Linked DNA regions of Mus musculus: region 2 is linked to region 1. Evidence: chromatin contacts called from public HiCAR-type data. All regions are on one chromosome and are shown on one strand. Each heading gives the region's core, a stretch centred on a gene start, on an enhancer-like site or on the middle of the called end of the contact. The rest is flanking DNA. Distances are from core to core; before and after follow the strand shown.

The links. HiCAR-type assays count read pairs that join an accessible place to other places.
Region 2: a contact with region 1 is called in a HiCAR-type map of embryonic stem cells, with 4 times the contacts expected there. The contact joins the promoter of Gnas here to the enhancer-like site in region 1. A contact is called at or near these places in 4 of 39 promoter capture datasets (the 3T3-L1 cell line, hippocampal neurons, liver and 1 more), 2 of 484 Hi-C or Micro-C datasets (cerebellum and embryonic stem cells) and 6 of 115 datasets of contacts at active chromatin or transcription factors (astrocytes, embryonic forebrain, embryonic stem cells and 3 more).

What each region holds. Positions count from the first base shown.
Region 1 is chr2:173,244,120-173,248,848 of GRCm38.p6, reverse strand. The region is part of intron 1 of Pmepa1 (prostate transmembrane protein, androgen induced 1); the gene reads left to right. Among named protein-coding and RNA genes, the nearest start is that of Zbp1, 28 kb to the right of the region's middle. Within about 2 kb of position 1,423, at least 37 of the 459 cell types and tissues checked have an H3K27ac peak or open chromatin away from gene starts, as enhancers often do. A contact at or near this core is called in embryonic stem cells and epiblast stem cells, where this site is marked.
Region 2 is chr2:174,295,279-174,300,273 of GRCm38.p6, reverse strand. Gnas (GNAS (guanine nucleotide binding protein, alpha stimulating) complex locus) reads right to left here and starts at 2,415. Exons shown (of 12, transcript NM_010309.4): 1 at 57-2,415. The coding sequence starts at 2,412. It also overlaps Gnasas1.

The DNA.
Region 1 (4,729 bases), core at 174-2,673:
TGTAGCTGATTCCTTTTCATTGCTGAGTAGTATTCCAGGGTGTGACTGTAGGGTGCTCATCTGATCTGACCCTTCATGATGAAAGGTACTTAGCCTGTGACTAAGATGTTGGCTGTCCAATAAAGCTTCTGTGAATACTGGGCCCAAGGTTTGGGGTGAATGGAAGCCACTGCTTTGGTGGATCAATGCCCAGGAGTCTGAGTTTCAGCTTTTACAAGACCCTTAGCTTCTCATTAACTCCCCCACTGCGCCCTCACCCATTCCTGCCCTTCTGGGTCTTGGAGGTGGAACCATTCAAATGTCAAGTGATGCTCTGTGGGACCTCAGTGCCCGGCACTGTATACAGGGTCCCTCTCAAGTGCTTCCTAACCGGCAATATGCAAACACCAGCTACCAGGCTGGAGAGTGGATAATGGTGGTTCTCTTGGCTGTCTCCTGGTGAGCTGTTTTGCCTGAAGCTCCCATTGCACTGGCTGCTCTCTCTGGCTATTTAGCAGGCTTTCTGCAAGACAGGAGATGCAGCTGCCATCTCTACCAGGAAGCAGGAAGGTCAGAGCTAGAGAAACTTCAGAATAGCCTTTGTGAAGTCCTTCCTAAGCAAAACAGACTCCCACTGATTAAGAGGGGTGTAGCTGGGGTGGGAGAGCCCATGAGGTGCTCATAGCAGGAAAGCCACTTACAAAGATCCCAGAGTGGGGTTAATAACCAGACCAGCAGGGCTGGAAGGTGTGAGCCGGTGTGAGCCTGTGTTTACTGGTGTGAGCCGGTGTGAGCCATGCAGGGTCTGTGAAGTGTAGTGAAGAGGAGGGAGAGGGAAGTCTCCCAGGGTCTGATGTGCTGTGGGGAACCATCAACAGTCCCATGGTTATTAAAAATCCTTGCTGTGCTGGGGTCAAAACAGTAGGGGAGGGACAGGAGGTGGGAGGCTCAACAGAGAAAGGAGGTGACAAAGGTGGGTAGATAAACCCTTTGATTTTTAACAGGTCTCCACCACCTGCCTCTGCCCTCTAGGTCCCTAAGCCACAACTCCAAGGGTGGGAATGAATTGTGGTGTGGAGTCTCCTTGTGATTGCACCACAGCTCAGTCCTGAGTTCATGAAGGGCCCCTTCAGCATCTGTGGCCATTGCTGAGCCCCAGTGGTCTGTCCTGAGATGGAAGGTTCCCGTTCTTGCTTTCTGTCACGTTTTCTTCCTTACTCTGCATGCCAGCCCCTGCCCTGTAAGCTGAATTCCCCTGTCCTGTACTAGCCACCCACCGCAGGTCCCCTCTGGGTCAGTGAAGCTTCTGGCTTTGTAATCTAATGCTGGCCTCCATTTATTATGCACCTACTGTTTATCAGCTGGTGTTGGGACACAATAGGAGTCCTAGCAACTACAAGAGGCTGATACCATGGCTCCCTGTGAACTTCCTAGGACAATGGGCAGAATGGCTGCCCACAGTCCCTGGAGTGGGTGGTACCTGTGTCTGCATTCCAACCTAGAGCAGGGCCACCTGCCAGCCCTGCTCACCACATACACAGCCCAACCCCCACCCCCACCCCCCACCCTCATCTCAGAACTCAGAACAAAGACTTCTCTGTGGCTTCCACCCTTTCCATGGAGACCCTAATCAGTGCCTTGCCCTACCTGGGATGGAGAATCGCTCTTGGGGAGTTCCCTGGAAGGGAAGCAGCAGCAGGGGCCAGAAGTGAAGGAGGCTTAGTTGCTGGCAGCTGGGAGGCTGTACTTGCTTCTGGGGTTGGCTTTGCAAGGTGAATGCAAAGGAAGAGACACAGATAGTTGGTGGTGTGGGGAGAGCCCCATGGGCTTACGCCCCAGACGGACCTAAGCAGACAGACCAGAGCAGCCTCTGGGAGGGAGGGACCCACAGACTCCGGAAACCCACCCATGCGCTTTGTGGCTCTATCTCCTGAGTCTCTGAGGCCAGCAGCCTAGCCACACCTCTACCTGTAGGTGGCACCAGGCCCCCTTGATGGTTAGCCATATATAGCCAACACTTCTCCCAGAGTACCCTCCTTATTACCAAACTGTCAAACAGCCAGAAAGGGCTAGCCTGTGCCCTTCCTCGGGTTCTGAGTCCTACGCAAGAGGATGGAACAGGTGCCGCCTGGGTCAGCAGGTCATCTTGAGGACGTGTGAGGTCATCCTGGGAACATGTGTTACTGTGACCTGGACTTTCCATGCAGTAAGTCAGGGGCCAATGCCCTCCTGCTGCCGCATCTAGAGACCAAGGGTGGGAAAGACGGGAGAGGCTGTCCTGAGAGTGACCCCAGTGAGGCCGCTTCCTGCCATCATCAATGTGCCTTGCCTTACCACTGGTAGAGTGTAGGGCTGCATCGACAGGCCCCTGTGACCCCTGTGGAGGGAACGTTCATCCCTCTCCATTAAACTGTGTGACCCAGGACAAATCACGATGCCCCCCTCTAAGTCTCGGACTCTCACAAGGCAAAGGCCTGTCCTGGAGAGCTGCGGGGACAACCCTGAAATGACAGTGACCCCTGCTCCCGCCCATTACACTCAATGTTGTCAATAGCTGTGGGAAGATTCTAGTTCACTGACTCTATGTCCACGCGAGTTTAACCGAAGCAAGGCCAGCTGGGTGCAGGGGCGTGAAATTTGAGTCCCTGTGTTCCCGGGCCTGGGCAGGTCAGTGGTGCTCAGGTGAGTGTGGCACAGCCAGGGCCTCGAGGACAGACCTGTCAATGTGAGATTGTTCTCTGCATCCATGCATGCAGATTGAAGCGGGTTGTTGATGTCCCCTGTTTCCAAGAGGTACTCCTCACTTGTGTCAATCTGCCTACCCAGTGCAGAGGCTCCTGCATGTCTTCACCAGTCACCCCAGGCCACTGAAGCCATCCCCCCGGGGACTTGTGACTCAGGCAGCAGACAAGTATCTTCCTGAGGTATTGGGAGTAGTGCCGTTTAAAACTAGGGCACTGGCATGTCCTGTCTAGGCAAGAACTGCTTTCTGCCTGGTCCTGTGGCCACATCCTCGCCGTTCTGAGGCGCGCACAGGTGAGGAGAGGCATCTATCTCTCTGAAGGCACTAAGCCTGTTGGATCAAGGCCCCAATCTTAGGACCACTGGTAGCCCAATCTCCAAGTACAGTTGCTCACCGCGGGGGGCAGAGAGGAGGGTCCGGGGTGGACACCAGTGTACAAATGTTGAGGAGACGCTGGCGCAGTCTCGCCAACAGTAAGCTGTGTCTTGTAGGTTTCTTGTGAGCCAGGCAGCATGCAATCCGGTTGTTTTTTTTGTTTTTTTTTTGGATTCTCACGCCTACTGAAAAAGGGTAGCACCATTTGGTCGTGGGGTCTGGAGGTGGGGAAGCCCCAGCTTTGTAAACTGTGGGTCGTCACCCCATATGGTGCCGCATAACTGGATTTGGGGGTTGCGGAAAAAATCTGGCAGCAGGGACAGGTTTCTGAATGCGCCAAAACCAAAACTTAAACTGGGAGTCGAGTTGTTACGGATCGTGGGGGCTGCTCACGGTCTTCCTCGGCCTCACGGCTTCCTCAACTCTGAACGCAGAGCGTGTGCACTTATGCACTGGACGTGATGTCACGCCACGCGTCACCCATGGGACGGACACGGCCCGAGAACGCCTCCGCTCAGATCTGAGACTATGATCGCCGCGCTCAAACATGCCGTCTTCTGCTCTGATTGAAACAGGATAGCTCGATTATGGAAAACAAAGGCTTGTAATCTTCCCGTACTACCATTCCCCAGCACATATCAAATTAGTATATCTTTGGATTGGATCGTGTTACAATTTAAAACATTTATCTTTATTTTATGTGTGTGGGTGTTTCGTCTGTGTGTATACATTGCTCTGTGTGCATGCACTGTGTGTGTGGAGAGCAGAAGAGCGTGTCACATCCCTAGAGCTGGAGTTATAGACATTTTGAGTCACCTGATACAGACGCTGGGAACTGAACCCAAGTCCTCTGGAAGATCAGCAGTGCTCCCACTTTCCAACCCCCAACTTTTCTAAAAAGGGAGAAAAAAAAACCCACTCTAAATGAATTCTGGTTTGGGATTAGAAGAGAATTTTCAATAATTTAAAAAATGCCCTGCCTACCATTTAATGCCATTTTATAGTTAAGTATTCAGGCAAATTTGCCTTCTCGTGTTCCCTATTACAACATCAGAATATCAGCCAACTCTAGAAAGCATTGAGAAGGATGTGCCATCCTCCAGGACCACATATGCAGCCAGGATTTAATTCTTTATGTGAAGTAAATAGGCACACCTATCTCATTAGTATGCAAATTGCTCTCATACTTGATAAATAGCAACATGATACATATGCCAAAGAATTACTTTTAAATAAATTTCTTTGTGACTTATCAATAAATATTTGTGTGCTGTTTTATATACCTATATGCCCAGGGTTAATATCTTCTCTTGTACCAAGGAAATTGCCAGGTTCAGTGAGATGGCTCAGCAGGTTAAAGGCATTTGCTGCCCAGCCTGACACAAACCAGATTCAATCCCTGAGATCCGTGTGGTGGAGAAAACCCAAGTTGTCCTCTGACCTCATGTGCACCGTGCCACACCCACTAAATAAATAAAGTTTAATAAAAATTTCCTGTTAAGAAGGGGTCAAGGGTAGAAAGTGTTTATACTGGGGGAACAAGCTCTTGAAGCTGAGGCAGTTACTCGGGGCCACACATCATGGAGGTAGGAGCCAGACATAGCCTGGGAGCACCTGTAGTGCTCCAGTGCT
Region 2 (4,995 bases), core at 1,166-3,665, 1.1 Mb before region 1:
CCTCCCCGGGCGGCCCGGGCGGCCCTACTGCCCAGGGGCAGAAGCTGCCGCATTACCTAGAAGCAGCAGGCGGTGTGTACACATGTAGTCCATCTTCTCCTCCTCCAGTTGCTTGTCGATGAGCTTGCTGCGTTTCTTATCTGCGCGCTTCTGCTCTCGCATCTCAATGGCTTCTTTGCGCATCTGTTTGCGCCTCTCCTCCATAGGATCCTTGGCCTTCCCGGGGCTGAGGGATCGTGATCGGGTACACTCGGATAGACCGAAGCAGCTTCCGAAGGCTCGGGTGAAGAAGTTGCGGACTGGGTTGCTCCCGACCGTGTGGCTCCGGGGCAGGCCAGGGCGGCGGTTTCGCCGCAGAAGCCACTGGAAGCAGCCGGTGGCCCCTTCTTCCGACTCATCACTGGAGGACTCGATCTCGCAGATGCCAGACGATGCCTCGTACCTGCAGCAGCTTCGGCCCCGCTCGTACTTGTCAGGCCAGGCAGTCGGCCGCGGAGGAGGCCGCGGAGTAGGCGGGTCAGCAACCTGGATCTCGGGGCTGGGGGGTCTAAGATGGGCCCTGCTGGGGGCGGCAGAGGCTGACCGGCCAGCAGCGACTGCGCGGGCAGCAGAGGCTGCCCGGGCGGCAGCTGCTGCGCGGGCAGGAAGGGATGCCCGAGCGGCGGGAGTAGCTGAGAGTGACCTGGCTCCCCAGACCAGTGGACCTGCATAGGCTGCCCTAGCGGCAGCTGCCCTAGCAGAGGCTGACATTGCTGGGGCGCCAGGGACTGCTCCAGCGGCCGGATGGGCTCTAGCAGAGGGGACTGCCCGGGTAGTGGGCTCCTTGGGGGTGATAGGGGCTGCCCGGGCGGCAGGCTCCGCCAGGGTGGCAGAGACTGCCGCGGCTGCGGGCTCCACCTGGGTGACAGGGGCTGCCCCGGAGGCAGACTCGGCCGTGGTGGCAGGGACTGCCTCGGAGGCTGGCTCGGCGGCTGGATCTCTGCTGCCTTCAGACTCGGACTCGGCAGGAGTGGCTGGGGCGACTGGGGCTGCCCCTCCGTCAGGATCGGCGCGGACAGCTGGGGCTTCTTCGAGTTCTTCAGGATCCGACTGGAGATCTGAAGGCGTTCCTGGGGCTGTCCCGTCTTCTCCGGCATCGCTCTGGCTATCTGTGAGCATCGCGGAATCCGTAGGAGCTCCAGCATCAGATCCGGTAGAGACGGCTTGGGCAGCAGGGGCTGGCTTGGCATCCATTGCTTCAGGCTGGGTGGAAGATCCGTCCCCTCTCTCCGGAGAGGGGACTTTTCCTTCCACCGCAGTGGCGGTGGTAGGGCTTCCTTCCATCTCGGCTGCTTCTCGCTCAACTGGGGGTCTCTCTGCGCACTCGCTCTTATCTGGGGCTCCCGAGACTTCGATGGGCGGGCCATCACTTGCGATTGGGGGGCTGTCCATATTGACAGCGGTGTCGTCGTCGACCCCAATGGAGGCTCTGCCAATCTCAAGCAGGGGTCTGGTGATCTCCATCGGGGGGCTGTCGCATGCGAAGTTAGGAGGAGATCTGACAGCCTCGCGGAATGGTCTGTCAATGGCGCCTCGGACCCAGAGGGGAGGCGCGTTCTCGGCGGGAGCGAGGCAGAGCGCACTCGGGACCGCGACTGTCGGGAACTCGCCGCCAATGCCGATTTGTGGGATGACTCGCGGGAGTCCTGGGGGTGGGCTATCGCCCCCGAATTCTTCTCCACCGACCTGAAATGGCACAGATTCTTCAGGGGGAGGGCTGTAGTCTTCTCGGAAGCCAGCGTTTTCAAATCTGATGTTCCCGGGCTCCGCGGGAAGAGCTCTGGGGACCAATGCTTCCGGACCTCCTGGCGCAAGGTCTGGGACTTGCAAGGGAGGCTGGCTATGGTCTCCCTGGGCAGGCTCGTTGAACTCAAATGGCATAGCTTCTTCTGGTGGGGGGGTATAGGCTCCCAGGCCTGGGCTCGCGCCAGTGGGGGTCCCGGGCTCCAAAATCGCTGGGTTGAAGGCTTGGAGGCCTGATGGGGTCCCAGATGGTCCTGGCTGCTCCAGGGTGGGCCAGAAATCTCCCAGGCTGGGCTGTTGTGTCTCGAATGGCATGGCTTCCTCCGGAGGTGGGCTGTAGTCTCCACCCACTCGGACTTCCTCGAAGGCCTGGCAGGGGCTTTGGATGTCAGATTTGGAGTCTTCTGGGGGTCCACTGATCTCACTGCCAGTCTCGTCGGGGACGGGCTCATTGTTAGACGGTTCGGAGTCCGGTTCGGTCGCCATTTCTTCGGCTGGGCCAGCCCCAGCACCGGGGGCAGCTGCCCCTGGGGCTTCCAAAGGTTCTTGCTCGGGCTGCTCCCCGACTTCAGGGGGGATATCGTGTTGTCCTGACATATTATTGCCGTGGAGGCAGTTGAACATGCCCATAACACGGTGGCGACTTTTCAAAATAAATTTGGGGCCCCGTAAGACGGAGCACCCAGCCAAACTAGGGTGAAAAAAAATTTTTTTTTAAAAAATTCAAATTTTTGTTGGAAAGTTCTCCAGCCTCAGTTTCCAAACTTTGTAAGGATAGATAATCAGGGGCTAGAACCCAGGACCATGGCTGAAGTGAGTCATCTCTTGCTGGTGAAGTCTGTCACCTTCCTAGTTACACTTACCCCTTCGGGCTGTGGTCGGCCAACAACTTTAGGAACTTTTCTGTTCTCTCTTCGTACTTTGCTGTACTTTAGCTCCGCCTTCTTGGCATTTAAGAGCGTGCCGATTCGTCTCGAAAATCGTAAATAGAACTCTTTCTCTGCCGCCAGAGGACGCAGGTCTCAGTGCTGAGCCGGCTCCGGGAGCTGGCTCCCGGTGCCGGCTGCTCCCGACTTTGGGTAAGGGGGCTGATGAGCGGAGGCCTTGTAGGGACGTTCGGCTCCGTCCTCTCCTCTCCCGGACTGATTCCGAGTCTCTCTAGCTCGCTTTTTCCCTGGCCAGAGAGCGAGCGAGCTCTCTTGCGTTGCTGGGACACGTGACGCAAGACGTGGGCATTGGTCTGTTAGAGTACAGACGCTGAAAGCCTCCCTCCCCATCTGATTCTTCTCGAGGGGAGGAGGGACTGCAGGAGGGCTTTATCACCCCAGATTACCCCAGTATGCGGTAAATTCCTTATCTAAGGACCCCACACTCAGGCAATTACCCATACTCATCTCCAAGTCAGGAAATGGAGGCTTTAGGATACAAGGAAAGGGGTAGAGGCACACACACACACAAATGCGACAGGTGGTCGTGAGCCCACCGGAAGGGTAGAGACAGGGTGAGGAAGTGCCGAATGTAAACACGCAATTTGTTTCGTAAATGCTCTAGGGTACTTTTCTTTATTTCTTTTTTTTCCTTTTTTTTTCTTTTTTTAATGTTTATGTTTGCTGTTTGTTGGGGATGGCTCCAGCAAATCCCTTCAATGTCCCCCATCCCCATTACACCTCGGAGCTCTCAACAGTGGTATAGTGTGTTGTAGTCAGGGCTTGCTCTGTTTATATGGACGGTGATGCAGTAGAAATAAAGGTCTCAGCAGTGCACTGCAGAAAATCAAGCAAAGCCCCCTTAGGAGTTATTCATGTTTGCCGCTTTCGTGCAAATAGGGGAGGGGGCTTAAGGCTTACCGGAAGACCCCCCACCTAGCTCAGGTCTTGTACTTCTGTCTTCTGGGTAAAGGCAAAAGGAGATTTGGGGTGTAGTTGATGGCCCATTTAGGGTGGTCTCGCAGACTAGAAAACCTGAAATGCACTTAACCCACCGACCAACCGTGCCATGGTGGCAACAGCTGCCGAGACTCGCATCTTCCAGCCACCAGCGCCAGCTGCGGATTCCGTGTTCATTTCCTCTCTCAAGCCCTTCTCCAGCCCCCTTTTATCCCCTCCTCCTTCTGTTGTGAGCACCATAGAGCATTTGCTATACGTTGAACTGCAACAGTCCACCCAGGCGAAATTAAGCGCGGTCACAAAGCCTGCGGCTGCGCGCCCCTTGCGGTGCCGGGGTGGGCTCAGAGCTGCAGGAGTTTATACAGTCACATTGCCCGGTGGGCTCAGCGAATAATCATAAAATGCTTTAGGTCTGGGATCTGCAGATTATTCCTGGGCAGGGTTTTTTTGTTAATTGTTTGCCTTTGGGGTTCTGTTTTTTTTTGTTTTGCCGCGCGCCCGCGGCACGCGCACACCGCGGACATTTTGCCAGTAGGTAATGGCGATGGCGCGAGGCATTGTCTTTTGTTGCAATACAGCTAGGCAGTGGGCAGGTCTGGCCTGCAGGACCCTGAGAAAAGAGAGTATGAAGTGGTACATAAAGCAGGCTGCGGCAATTATGCACCATGCAGATGGGTATATTGCAAGATGCATGCTGTGTGCCGCGGCAGATTTAATTCTCTGAAGTCTAACATGTCCCTCTTCTCACTACAGGCTCGGCACACTACAGCCCCTTGCCTACAGCGTCCACGTGGTCACCCTGAGTAGAAGAAAGCAGACAAAGTGAACCCCCAGAGAATGCCTGCGACCTGCCGAAGGCGTGTCACCTCAACTCTACGGCTGAACACACTGCATGCCGGACACTTTGAACTTTGGTCCAAAGTTTGGCCAACTACCCTCCCCCACATATACACACACACACACTCAAAATGGCGAAACGGTTTGAACATACACCGAATAGGCCAACTGGGTCTCAACCACTAGCCCACTCCCCTCCGACCCCAGCGACAGGTCAGCTATTGGGCTGGGGTCACGCCAATCAAGGATGCCTGGCGAATGAGCAGGGGGCTTCGGACCGGAAACCGGATATGGGTGGGAGGTCCAATAGGGGGCGCCGCGTTGGAACGCCCAAAGAGGTTGTGCTTGCTGGGTTGGTTGGAAGCGGTTGGCGGGCGGGCGTATGGCGGCCAGGCCTAGAAGGCCACGGTCGCCGTGAGTGCCTTGGGGGCCAAGCTTTTTGATGCCCTAAATCGCCAAGGCAAGGTGGGAAGGTCAGGGACCCCCATGG